Linked DNA regions of Zea mays: all the other regions are linked to region 3. The links are chromatin contacts, called in public Hi-C maps. All regions are on one chromosome and are shown on one strand. The core of a region is the stretch at or near the end of the contact, and the rest is flanking DNA. Distances in the headings are between cores, read along the strand shown.

Region 1 (3,759 bases), core at 495-2,994, 210 kb after region 3:
TGCCCACTGGCTCAAATTTACAGTTGAGGGAAGCAAGTTGCGTAGTTATTTCAGCTATTCAGGATCCGACGAGACCCTTGTGTCGCGCATAGGCAACAACGGAGACAAACATAAAGGCACAAAAAAGCCCTGATACAAGAACCACCTGTGAAGGGAGGAGCAAGTTAGACCAAGCAATGCATCATTATATCTCCCGTGTTGCGAGTAGATACTTACCCATTTGAAGATGTATCCACAACCGTCATTCCAGGTATACGAAATATTCATACCAAAGACTCCAGCAACTAATGAGTACAACGATAGAGAGAGACGGTCCTAGAACTCAAGAATAATTGTAGCTAAAGGGACCAAATATGTTATTCTAAAAGAATGCAAAAATGCAACAAGTATTACTCAGGACGGCGATGAAATTCTTGGTGGATTGTACTGGGTTAAATTACATCAGATTATGAATAGACGTCGATGATGCGGGCATGTACTTGGCTATCCAGTGTTTTCTGAAATCGAAAGAGGATAACAAATTGTTATTTTAGTCAGTCCTACAAATTCGTGTCAAAAGGGCAACATGTGTTTAAATTTGATATATTCCACTCCTGACGAGTTCAGAAAAGTGCCCTCTTTAATTCACAAAAAAAATCTTTGTACCTGAAGGTGGCTCTTGATGTGATAGATTGTGAGGCCATCACAGTTCGTTAGCATCATAATCCCCTTGGGAGTCACCTCTGCAAGTGTCACGCAAAAACAAGAGAAGACTATATGAATCCGTGAGAAAGAGAAACAATTCCATAGCCTTCAATTCGATTAAGCAAAGCAGATAGATTAACCAAGAACCTTGCAGAGAAAAAAAAAGAGCTTCAGATCAAGGACGGTTGCTCAATGTCCGCGATGTCGAGCTGGTTCACGCAGTAGATGAAGCACTCGTGGAGGTCCTGTGGCCACCAGATCCGTGACTTCTTGGTGGCATGTACCAATGTTGATATTTGCTTATATATGAGGTATTCCGAATCATAGTTCAGAAGGCTAAAATTTTGGTTGGTTTTGTATGTTCATTCTGGCTACTACACTTTTCGTCTACAACAACATTGTAACAAAGGAATCTTAAATTTTTTATTAGAAAACCTATGCAACAAAGTCATTCTGCAAACAGAACTTATATAGTGTGCAGTCTGACTTAAAAAAACATTTAGATACCATGAAGATCCATCTGGCAATCTGAACATCCTATGGAGTAGATGTTTCTGAAAAGACCATATATGACATAAGACTTGCACATAATGGCATTGGGATTTTAATAAGTAGTAGAGATTAGTACTGTTCGATGGCTCAAATCGATAATAGTATTTGTTTTATTTTCGATTGGTAGCATCAACCGGCACTAAAGCTAGACGAGCCTTTGATGGCCAAAACCACGTTCTAAATGCTCTTCTAGATTTATTATTATCAATCTATCAGCCGGTTCTAATATTAGTACTGTTAAAAAATCGGTACTAATTGGCTCTTTTAAAGAAAACGCTAACATTTTTTTTGTTCCATCAATTTAGTAGGAACATGTGTCTCCCTGTCTCTGTTTGGTGTTGGAGCCACCGGATCCGGACGTCCAATTTTCTGCGACCATTCTAAATTCGTTTTTCATAAACATTATGAACCATATATAGACTCAAATTCCCGCACCATCTCAGTGGGTCGACCTTGCGTAAGCAGTGAGATCACAGCACTCACTATCTGTACCACAATTCCACAAAAAGAATATTGTGCTCAATCTCGCCGGCCCTTGCCGCCAGCAAGTTATAGCTTTTAACTTTCTCAGGACACGGGAGCCCTTCTTGCCACAAAAGTTTTAGTTCCAACTGGGAGAGCTAGCATGGCAAGTTCGCGCTGCTTTGAGAACCCGCCGGTGCTGGAGCCGGCCAGCGGAGGAGGCGAGGTGGTTGACGACTTCGGCGGGCAGAAGGCCTACGTCAGCGGCTCCGCCGGGTCCAAGGCCGCCGTCGTCCTCATCTCCGACGCCTTCGGTAAATATTCCGTGCCTCGCCCTCCAAGGTCCTGTGTGTTTTTTTTTTTCATTTGCTAGTATTGAAATCCGTTCCATCTTTGTAGGGTTCGAAGCGCCAAACCTGAGGTACGCTGCTAGTCTCACTCTGAGCTAATCTGAGCTGGGTAGTTGCTATATATGCCTGGGCTATGGGCTTTAAAATTTGTCGAATGGGTTCTTGAATTGCATCAGATTTTTAGTTGTTATTATGGAGTACTCTTCCATCAGTGACTGATGTGACATGCACACGTTTGTCTCGCGAAGGAAGATAGCCGACAAAGTTGCTTCGCTCGGTTACTTCGTTGTGGTGCCCGATTTCCTGCATGGGGATCCATATGACCCCAGCAATAATGCCCATAGCAATCCTGGAACGTGGATACAGTCGCACAATCCGGTTTGTCTCTACTCTTCAACCTTATTCTAACATTTTTTCTGTTACAGTATTAAATTGATTGTATGAGAGTGTGCAATTTTCTTGTAGTTCGCTAGTGCTTTATTTTGGGGTTCATGTAGTGTCAGCCATAGAGAATTATCGGTGTTAGGCATGTACACTCCATTAATTAGGAGTCTCTTTATGGTCTTTAGGGTGCTAAATAAAAAAAAGACGGGCTCACGCGAAACGTCCGTCTCTACACCATTCTCTATATATTGTTTTTTTACTATATTTTTATGTAGAGGCTCTAGGTTTTAGAATGCAGTTTTTTAACGGTTATGTGTACTCAAGTTCTAACATGATCGACCGATCCACCGACCAACCAGGCATTTGTATCGACATAGTCGATATGACTACAGGCCGAGCCATGTAAGCGAGCAATACAACCTAGAATTGTAACCAGTGTTAGTCCATCCTGCGACGTCCTAAGATCAACTCCGAGAGGCTCTCTATATTCTTTGTAATTGATATAAATAGAGATTTTTGTAAAAAAAACTTCCAACATCTTATCTAAATGGCTGTTCAAATATAGTCATCTTCTATTTTGGGTTTCTCGATAGCCAAATATAGAAAATGTAAATGACTTTCTAGAGTGCAAACAATATATAGAAAAATTGTTGTAGATTGAAAAGATATATATAAAATAGTTTTATGCAAATAACTATCCAAATGATAATTTAGGGAGTAAAATTTAGAAAACTCTTGAAGATGCTCTAAGCTATATGTTGTTTTGTGAACGTTATTTTGTTACAAGCGAATCTTTCTGCATTATATCCGAGTATTTAGATAATGACAGTGTTTTGTTAAGGTATCACAATCAATAAAGCCCCATTAAATCCTTTTAATTGAATTTTCTTACTTTCTTCGCTCTCTACATTTTTTACTTTCTTCCCTCGAGACGATCAAGGGCGAGTTCGTATGTTTGTGGATGCAGGAAACCCATCGATTCGTTTTGTTTTCCCCTTCCTTGCATGCTACAATTAGCGAGCCTTCTGGTGTGGGTTTTTCGAATGGGCTCATTTTTTTTACAATCACATTTCGAGTAGGCCTTTAGTTCTAGGGTATCCTACTTTAATTCAGAAATTGGATCATCAAACATGCTCCTAGGATCGGCGAAGGCTCCACCTTAGCTTAGTAGCCAATTCGAGTAGGCCTTTTTTTGTTTGGTTTAAAAAAAATATAGACTTAGCTTAGTAGCCCCCTCTTGGATCAATCCTGGATCCGCCACTGTTCCTCACAACCACGAGGTGTTGAGAAAGTGTAGAGATTGGTCGTTGATTAAATAAGTGAAGTC
Region 2 (3,795 bases), core at 1,181-3,680, 180 kb before region 3:
CCAAGCACATAACAAATAGTACTGAACATAGTTCACTCACTACATAATTCCTTACATCAAACTAAGTACTTGTTGGGACAGGGTACTGCTTGGACTTAGACATACATGACATATGGTTGTTCAAAAGGATGTCATGTAGCTTTCACTGCGAACATAAACCTAAAACATATTCCAGTAGCTATTACGGGTAGACCTATCTGAATCACTGAAATATCATTCGTCACTGACGTCGGGGCAGTAGAACTCCTCTTCCTCAACAGAAGGATCAGTAACTGTTGGAGGGGGTGACGGAGAGGGAGGATCAACACTGATGTCATCCCACTCGTACTTAGCTATTTCTGGAAAGGCTTGGACTTTTGCCTCTAAGGCATCCTGCTGAAGCAACTCTAGTTTTTATTTCATGGCAAACAATGTCCTAGCTAGGATCTCTTCATCATGCATGTGGTCTAATGCATGATCAACTAAACCCCCCAGGGATTTTGTGGCATCCTCGGTACAGTCGACAAGGACTTTCATCAAAGCCTTCATCTTATCTTCTTGGGAGGATGCCATTATCAAATGGGCTGCAAACATTTAATTTATGAAGTAACATGTGCAAACCCTTAAAAAGCATATGCATTGTTGTAATGACAAAAGTTCCCACATAATATTGCCTACAAAATTTGTATGCACCACCAAGGATTCATAAAAAAAGGAAAAACATTACAAACTTGTAGGAAATATAAGGGAAGTATAAAAGAGAGATTCCAAAGTACTGTACAAGCCCTTGCAAAGATATATAAGAATGATGAACAAATGTAACAGCCAAATTGTATCTTAAGCCATATAAAAAACATGTACATGTCCAAAAAATAGGGAGGAAGTAAAGTGAAGATTACATATGACATGTACACTTCGAATCATAAACCAAACAGACAGATGAAAACTTTCAAGTTGTACATATGAGTTATATAATTGTTGGCAGGTACATGTGAATGAACGAAAGCAAGAACATTTTATACACAATTCAAGGTAAGGGAAGTGTATGGCACAGAAATAGAAAGGAAACTAGTACGTGCAGATAGAAATGATAGAACTAATGTCATGACAGAAAGACAAGTTCAAGTCTTGAACATTACATAATGAGCCAGATAATCATAGTCAAACACAAGTTGTGCCAGACACATGATCTGGCACATAATCGAAGTCATAAGTAATTTAACATGTCATGAAATTTAGTGAGTGTACTCATGAACATACGTGTACTCCATGCAAGCACAAAGAATTGTGACAAAATAAGTGATTCAGTGTAATGGCTTATATTGGTGCATACTCATATAGTACGAAAGGGTAACATTCCACATAAATGCCAGAAATACATTGTCTTCAGTTTAAAAACATCAAGAACAGTCCAATGAACAACACTGGGGAAATAGAATTGCTGCCATGGCTAATGTTAGGCTTACTGTTGTTCGTGTATTTCCATCACGTGGAACAGACAAAGTTTGGTACACCAGGCGCCTAAATCGGAGGATGAACAACGTAACAAGTTCATACCTCGAACGACAAGTGTGGATCTGCTAAACTCCTATGGGCTTGGCAACAAAAACTACGAATTTTGAACAAAACCAGTGCGAATGTACATATATCCTGAATGAAGTTTTCATTTGACGGGGTACAAGATGGTATACCTCTAGTAGGGTTGGATCTCGGCCGCAAGACGGCGAATCCAAGCAAAATACGAGTGGTGTTGTAAATCAATCGTCAAATAACTAATGATTTCGCGTGGTTGATGAAAGGAAATACCTTAAGAAGGGGAGATGTAGTGCCCAGCACGCCGAATCGTAGCGTGTCCGTGTGGATCTGATGGCGCCGTCGATTGTCGGAGATTGAAGCAAACCAATCGGTCGCGACGTTCGTCGCTGGAAGCGGATTGGAGTCCTCTTCGGTCGCGAACGGCTGTGCGTGGTGACCAACTCGACCTCCTCTTCTGCGCAACCGAGGGGGGCCGGGGCCGACTCCACCGGGCGATGGTAGATCCGCTGTCGCGTCGCCGCGCAAAATCGTCCGTCCGCGGAGGGGTCGAGGCGAAGCGAGGTGGAACGCGAAGTTTCCGTAGTCTGGCGCGGCCGACAGCGTCCGCGCGAAGGAGGCGAGGGGGCGGCTACAGTAGTCCCCTGCATCTGGCGTGAGAGAAGAGTGTCGCGAGGGAGGGGAGAGGGTAGCGCTCGCCGCTGCGGGAGAAAGGGGGAGACTGCAGCCCCTATCCGATGAACAGTAATAGCGTAGGGGAGGGGAAGGGTGATGCGTTGCAGTCAGTCTGAGGCGGTCGTCTTCGTCAGAGCAGGGGAACCGGCTCTGACAATAGGCCCCACCCTCACGGCCTAACCTTTCTCTTTCTCTCTCTACCTCCTCGCGCGCCCTCGTCAGACCAGCCACGCGCTCAACTCCACGGGCCTTGAGCTAGGGTTTTCTTCGCCGCTACCTCCCTACGAGGCGGGCGTGCAGCCATGGCGCTGGTGCAGGCGGGCATGGGCCTTACCCGGGTCGTTATCCTCGTCGGCGCCGGCGTTGCCGGCTCCGTCGTCCTCCGCAACGGCCGCCTCGCCGAGATCCTCGGCGAGCTCCAGGTGCGTCGCGTATCCTGACCGCGGACTGCGCTCTTGCGCCTTAACGGCGGTATGTGATCCCAAGGGTCCTTATCCAGTGAGGGACCGTGGAGATTCAGAATTCCAGATGCTTTGTTTCTGATGATTCATGACGTCTCTTTGCAGGAGATACTCGACAAGGGGAAGAAGGTGAAGGATGGAGGAGGGGGAGACGGGGAAACCGATCTCAACGAGGCTCTTACCTCGCAGGTGCGTGTGATGTCCTTGCACTGCTCTCCACGTGAGTAGTTTGCTGTGTGAATACTACTTACTACTGCCTAAGAATAATTCAGTTCAGGTTCAGGATGGACATTGTGTAATGTCCCCGTATTTCCATTTGTTACACTGGATTCTATCAACACTCAGTTTTAAAAGTAGAATACATCATGCATGCGGATTGGTGTATGTGATTTAATTCTATGCCCATGCTGATTGTTTTGCTGTTGATACTGTGTTGCAATGGTCCAATGGCAAATTGGCAATTCTATCCTTAGAAGTCTCTTTTCTTTTTCTTTTTTAAAAAATGTGCAAAAATATCAGGGGAGAACAACTATGCGAGATAAAAAAACTGGTTACACACCTCGATATGCTGAGATTGTTTTCTGTTATTCTAGTGGTCGCTCCTCCTTTGGTGCAGTGTCCATTGCAAATTGGCAAGTTGAGGCTTTTGATCATGTATATAATGTTTCCCAAGTTTTTTGGGCTCATTAATTTATTGTGCAATATCAATAGGGGCCTCACAGTTCTATGTCAATCTATCACTGCACTTATGCACTTCTCTTCTAATACTGTTCTTTTCAATTACATGCTTGTCTCAACCAAATATCATGACCATAGAAACAAATTCTTATATCTGTACTTGTCGATGGTCCCGAAAGTGTACAGTGCTACAATAATCTTTGGATTGTTGCCTCCACATTTTCTTCATTAAGTGAATTATCTCTTTTGCACTTCTTTTGAATGTAGAACAAGGTTTAAAATAGCGGCCTATAGCCTTTTGGAGGACCTAAAGCTACGATATTTCACTTTTAGATGCTATTATAGCTACAACCGTTATAGCCCGATTTAGCTCTTCTAAATGTCATAGCTTTAGCGCTAAATAGCCACACTATTTCTATTTTTCAGATTCCAGGCCATCCCACCAGTTCTGCCACCCAAATCCATCTCT
Region 3 (3,472 bases), core at 41-2,540:
ACGTTGGGAAGGGGCCAGGGTCAGGCGACATCAAGCATCAGGAAGGAGGCGACGGTGTCAAGAATGGAGCATCTGGGAGGATTGGATAGATGCGAGGACTAGACCAAATATGATGGAAGTTGAGAGAACTGCTCAGGGCAATTTTAGCCTATCCAAACCTTAATTTATATACTTTACAGTAGGTGAACATTAGGTATAAGAGGTTATAAAAAATTGAGAGGGATCCTTCTATGGATACGACAGCGTCGGAAAGAATGAGATTGGATGAATAGATGTGAGGATTAGACCAAGTAAAAGGACGAGAGTCGATAGAACTAGACTAATTCGACGAGGAGACCCATAACATGATTGTTTTAGCCTATCTAAATCTTCATTTTTAAATATACTTAACAGTAAATAAACATAATATATAAAAGGTCATAAAAATTGAGGGGGGGTGGCATATGGCCCACTTTGTCCCCCCTCTGCGTCCGCCCCTGGTGTTAGAGCAGCAAGGTGTCATTATCTTACCCCGATAGATCTTGTACGTGTGTCGGCTGCCAGACGACCTTCAACAGGCTCCGTAACGACATTTATGAAATTTTTATTATTATGCTTGAGTTATGAATTTTTAATTATTATTATGAATTATATAATTTTATTAGATTAGTTACATGATAATCATATGTATTTGAATTTTAACAAAGCATCATGTTTTATGTCAATTAAAAGTTTATAAAAGAAAAGTTGATGTAACGATGAAATAACTGTAAGCTAACAATAAGGATAATACAATAAAACGTTATGATAGATAAGGTCTAATTATGGTTAATATAAAACAGTAATGTGATGGTAGATATAGCCGACAACGACTAAAACCAGTCTTATAATTGGAAACAGAGGACCGTGTGTTTGAATATGGTTCAAAGTGCCAAATTGATTTCTTGTTTGAGCTTACGATGGTGAAAGCTACCATTGACACTTCGAAGCCGAAACAAACTTGGCTAAGTGGCTTACTTGCCTAGCAGTTGTATACTTGTATAGTTGTATCACCTTCTGGATTGGATTGGACTCAAAAGAAATAGCCATGGCCAGCATGGCATGAAAAAAGGACGGGAAATAGCCATGGCCAGACCAGGAAAGTATCTCGCCTATACTACTGTGCCGCAGTGCATCTTCTGGATCGGGCTCACTGACGTCATGCACTCACATGGAGCACGTCAGATCAGATAGTCACGAATGCCTGGCGGAACGGAACGAGAAAAGCTCGCGCGGGATCGGCTGTTGCGTCCAGCTTTCGCGCCGCAACACCTGTTTCCGAAGCAAAGCAAAACCTCTAAACAGCTGTCACCAGCCATCTAATCCCTCATTTACAGCATGATTAGCTTACTCTAACTACGGTGCGCGCAAAAAAAATCAGGCGTTTATAAACGGCCGCACACGAAGAAAGTGCTCATCACAGACCGAAAAGGAAAATAGAGGCGAGACAAACGAGAGCGAGCGAGAGAGAAACAGTTCGAGCTCACCCCGGCGAGAGCCGACTCTCAAGCGATAAGGGGCGTGGGCGTCGTCGGCATGGAGAGCGAGATGGCGGAGGAGTCACCGGCCGCAGTCTCAGCGGCGGCGGCGCGGGCCCGGCCACTGGAGGCGGTCGCGGAGGAAGGGCAGGAGGTGGCGGAGCAGCACGAGGTGGCAGTTGGCTCCACCAAGACCATGGAGCGCGTGGCGGCCGCGAAGAAGTTCATCGAGGACCACTACCGCGCGCAGATGAAGAACCTCCAAGAGCGCAAGGAGAGGTACGGGGAACCCGTGCCTGCTTCCAATTTTTTTTTTAATTGGTCTCGGAGCTAGCAGTGCTTGCCTGCGATTTGGTTAGTGCTTGAGCGGCCTGCGATTTAGCTAGCTAAATCTCACGTGAGGGCGACTGATCGAGGTGTCCGACCTGCAACCAGGCGATTGGAGGTAGCCTGTATGCTTATGCTCTCCTGTGGGGTGGGTGTGAGGGTTTGGGCTGCACTTCTCATGCATACTGAATCGGATTAGCATATCAGGGCAGTTGATTGTCAAATGTGGCTGTAGGTCCTACTAGAGCTGAGCTTCGGGGCGATGTTGGGTGGCAATTTTGCAGTGGATGGAGGTGTTGCTCATTGCTGCCTCTTGGGTGGCAATTTTGCAGTGGATTGAGTTGTTGCACATTGCTGTGTCCGAGATAAAGCGAATTGTGACTTTGAAGTCTGAATTGCTTGAGCTTGACTGGCTAGAACAAAATGGCGACCGTTGTAGGGCTTGCCATAATTGGAATAAAGCTACCAGCGGTTAGTCGTTCATGCAAAGAAACAATGCTTGTGCTTATGTTCACTTTGTCGCTTTTTAGGGAGAGGGCACACGTGGCGGTTGATTGTGCTCTCACGTGCTATGCGTTACCATTTGGTCGCATGTTGGCGATGGACATGATAATGTGGATAGGTCTTTGTGCACATTCTGCTGGACGGTTACTGAATCAGGGCTAGTGTTTCAGGGTGGTTGGATGGGGAATGTGGCCAGTGGCGAATCTAAGATTTAAAGTTAGGGTGGTCCAATCTTATGAAAATCAAATTACATAGATGAGTTTACATTTTAAATCCTACAACATATAAGAATCAAAAGAAATAAATAAATCAAAAAACTATATACTATCTCCGTTCTCGAATATTTGTCGCCCGCTAGTTCACTTTTGAACTAAACCACTACAAATAAAAAAGAACGGAGGGGGTACTTTAGTAGAGTCAAAATCAGAGGGTGGGCCAGGACCCACCCTGTCCACCCTCTAGATACGCCACTGAATGTGGCTGTAGGTTGTACTAGTGCTGAGCTTTGGAGCATGATTGCATGGGAATTTGGTATTGGGTGCTGTTGCTCATTGTTGTGGCAGAGGTATACCAACTATAGCTTTGTGGAGTCCAAATTCTTGAGCTTGACTTGGCTAGAAATTGTTGCCAGTTTTTAGAGGGCTTGCCATTATTGGAATAAAGTTGCAGGCTGTTAGTGGGGGCATGCAAAGAAACAAGGTTTGCACTTATGATCTCTTCCTCACCTTTTTAGGGAGGGGGGACATGAGCTCCTTGATGTGTGTTCTCACGGCGTACCTTTTGGTCGCATGCTGACAATTGTCTTTGGGCATGATAATGAGGATAGGTCTGCATGTGCGTTCAGCTGGACTCATACTGAATAAGGATTAGGATTAGCATCTCAGTGAGGCAACATTGATTCTAGCAAGTCAAGCTTCTATACTTAATGCCCTGCTGAGCAACATTGAACGTAGTTTAAACGTCATTTAAACGTAGTTTTAATCCAAGTTCCAAGTTCAGCATGCTGAAATGCTAAACCTCTAATTAGCGTCTTGACGTTTACTGCCCTAAGCACAGTCTGAAGACTCAGCGTCAAATTCTATAACACACAATCATTTCGGTGTTTCCAGACCATGTACCATTTGTTACCTTTTGGTCACATACTG

What was found. A called contact is a pair of places that touch in the nucleus more often than the background predicts.
Region 1: a Hi-C map of leaf shows a contact between it and region 3, with 2.3 times the contacts expected there. The contact joins the promoter of LOC100282281 here to the promoter of LOC100279227 in region 3. A contact is called at or near these places in 7 of 25 Hi-C or Micro-C datasets (ear, leaf and tassel).
Region 2: a contact with region 3 is called in a Hi-C map of ear, with 4 times the contacts expected there. The contact joins the promoter of LOC100382685 here to the promoter of LOC100279227 in region 3. A contact is called at or near these places in 6 of 25 Hi-C or Micro-C datasets (bundle sheath, ear, endosperm and 3 more).

Annotation. Positions count from the first base shown.
Region 1 is chr8:90,684,233-90,687,991 of Zm-B73-REFERENCE-NAM-5.0, reverse strand. LOC100282281 reads left to right here and starts at 1,744. Exons shown (of 7, transcript NM_001155193.2): 1 at 1,744-2,012; 2 at 2,098-2,119; 3 at 2,297-2,426. The coding sequence starts at 1,862.
Region 2 is chr8:91,072,914-91,076,708 of Zm-B73-REFERENCE-NAM-5.0, reverse strand. It overlaps LOC100382685 (Putative DUF1664 domain family protein), which reads left to right and starts at 2,430. Exons shown (of 12, transcript NM_001175409.1): 1 at 2,430-2,609; 2 at 2,754-2,837. The coding sequence starts at 2,490. LOC109941413 (a long non-coding RNA gene) reads left to right here and starts at 2,882. Exons shown (of 2, transcript XR_002263964.1): 1 at 2,882-3,795.
Region 3 is chr8:90,891,991-90,895,462 of Zm-B73-REFERENCE-NAM-5.0, reverse strand. It overlaps LOC100279227 (Putative AGC protein kinase family protein), which reads left to right and starts at 1,290. Exons shown (of 13, transcript XM_008657971.4): 1 at 1,290-1,775. The coding sequence starts at 1,555.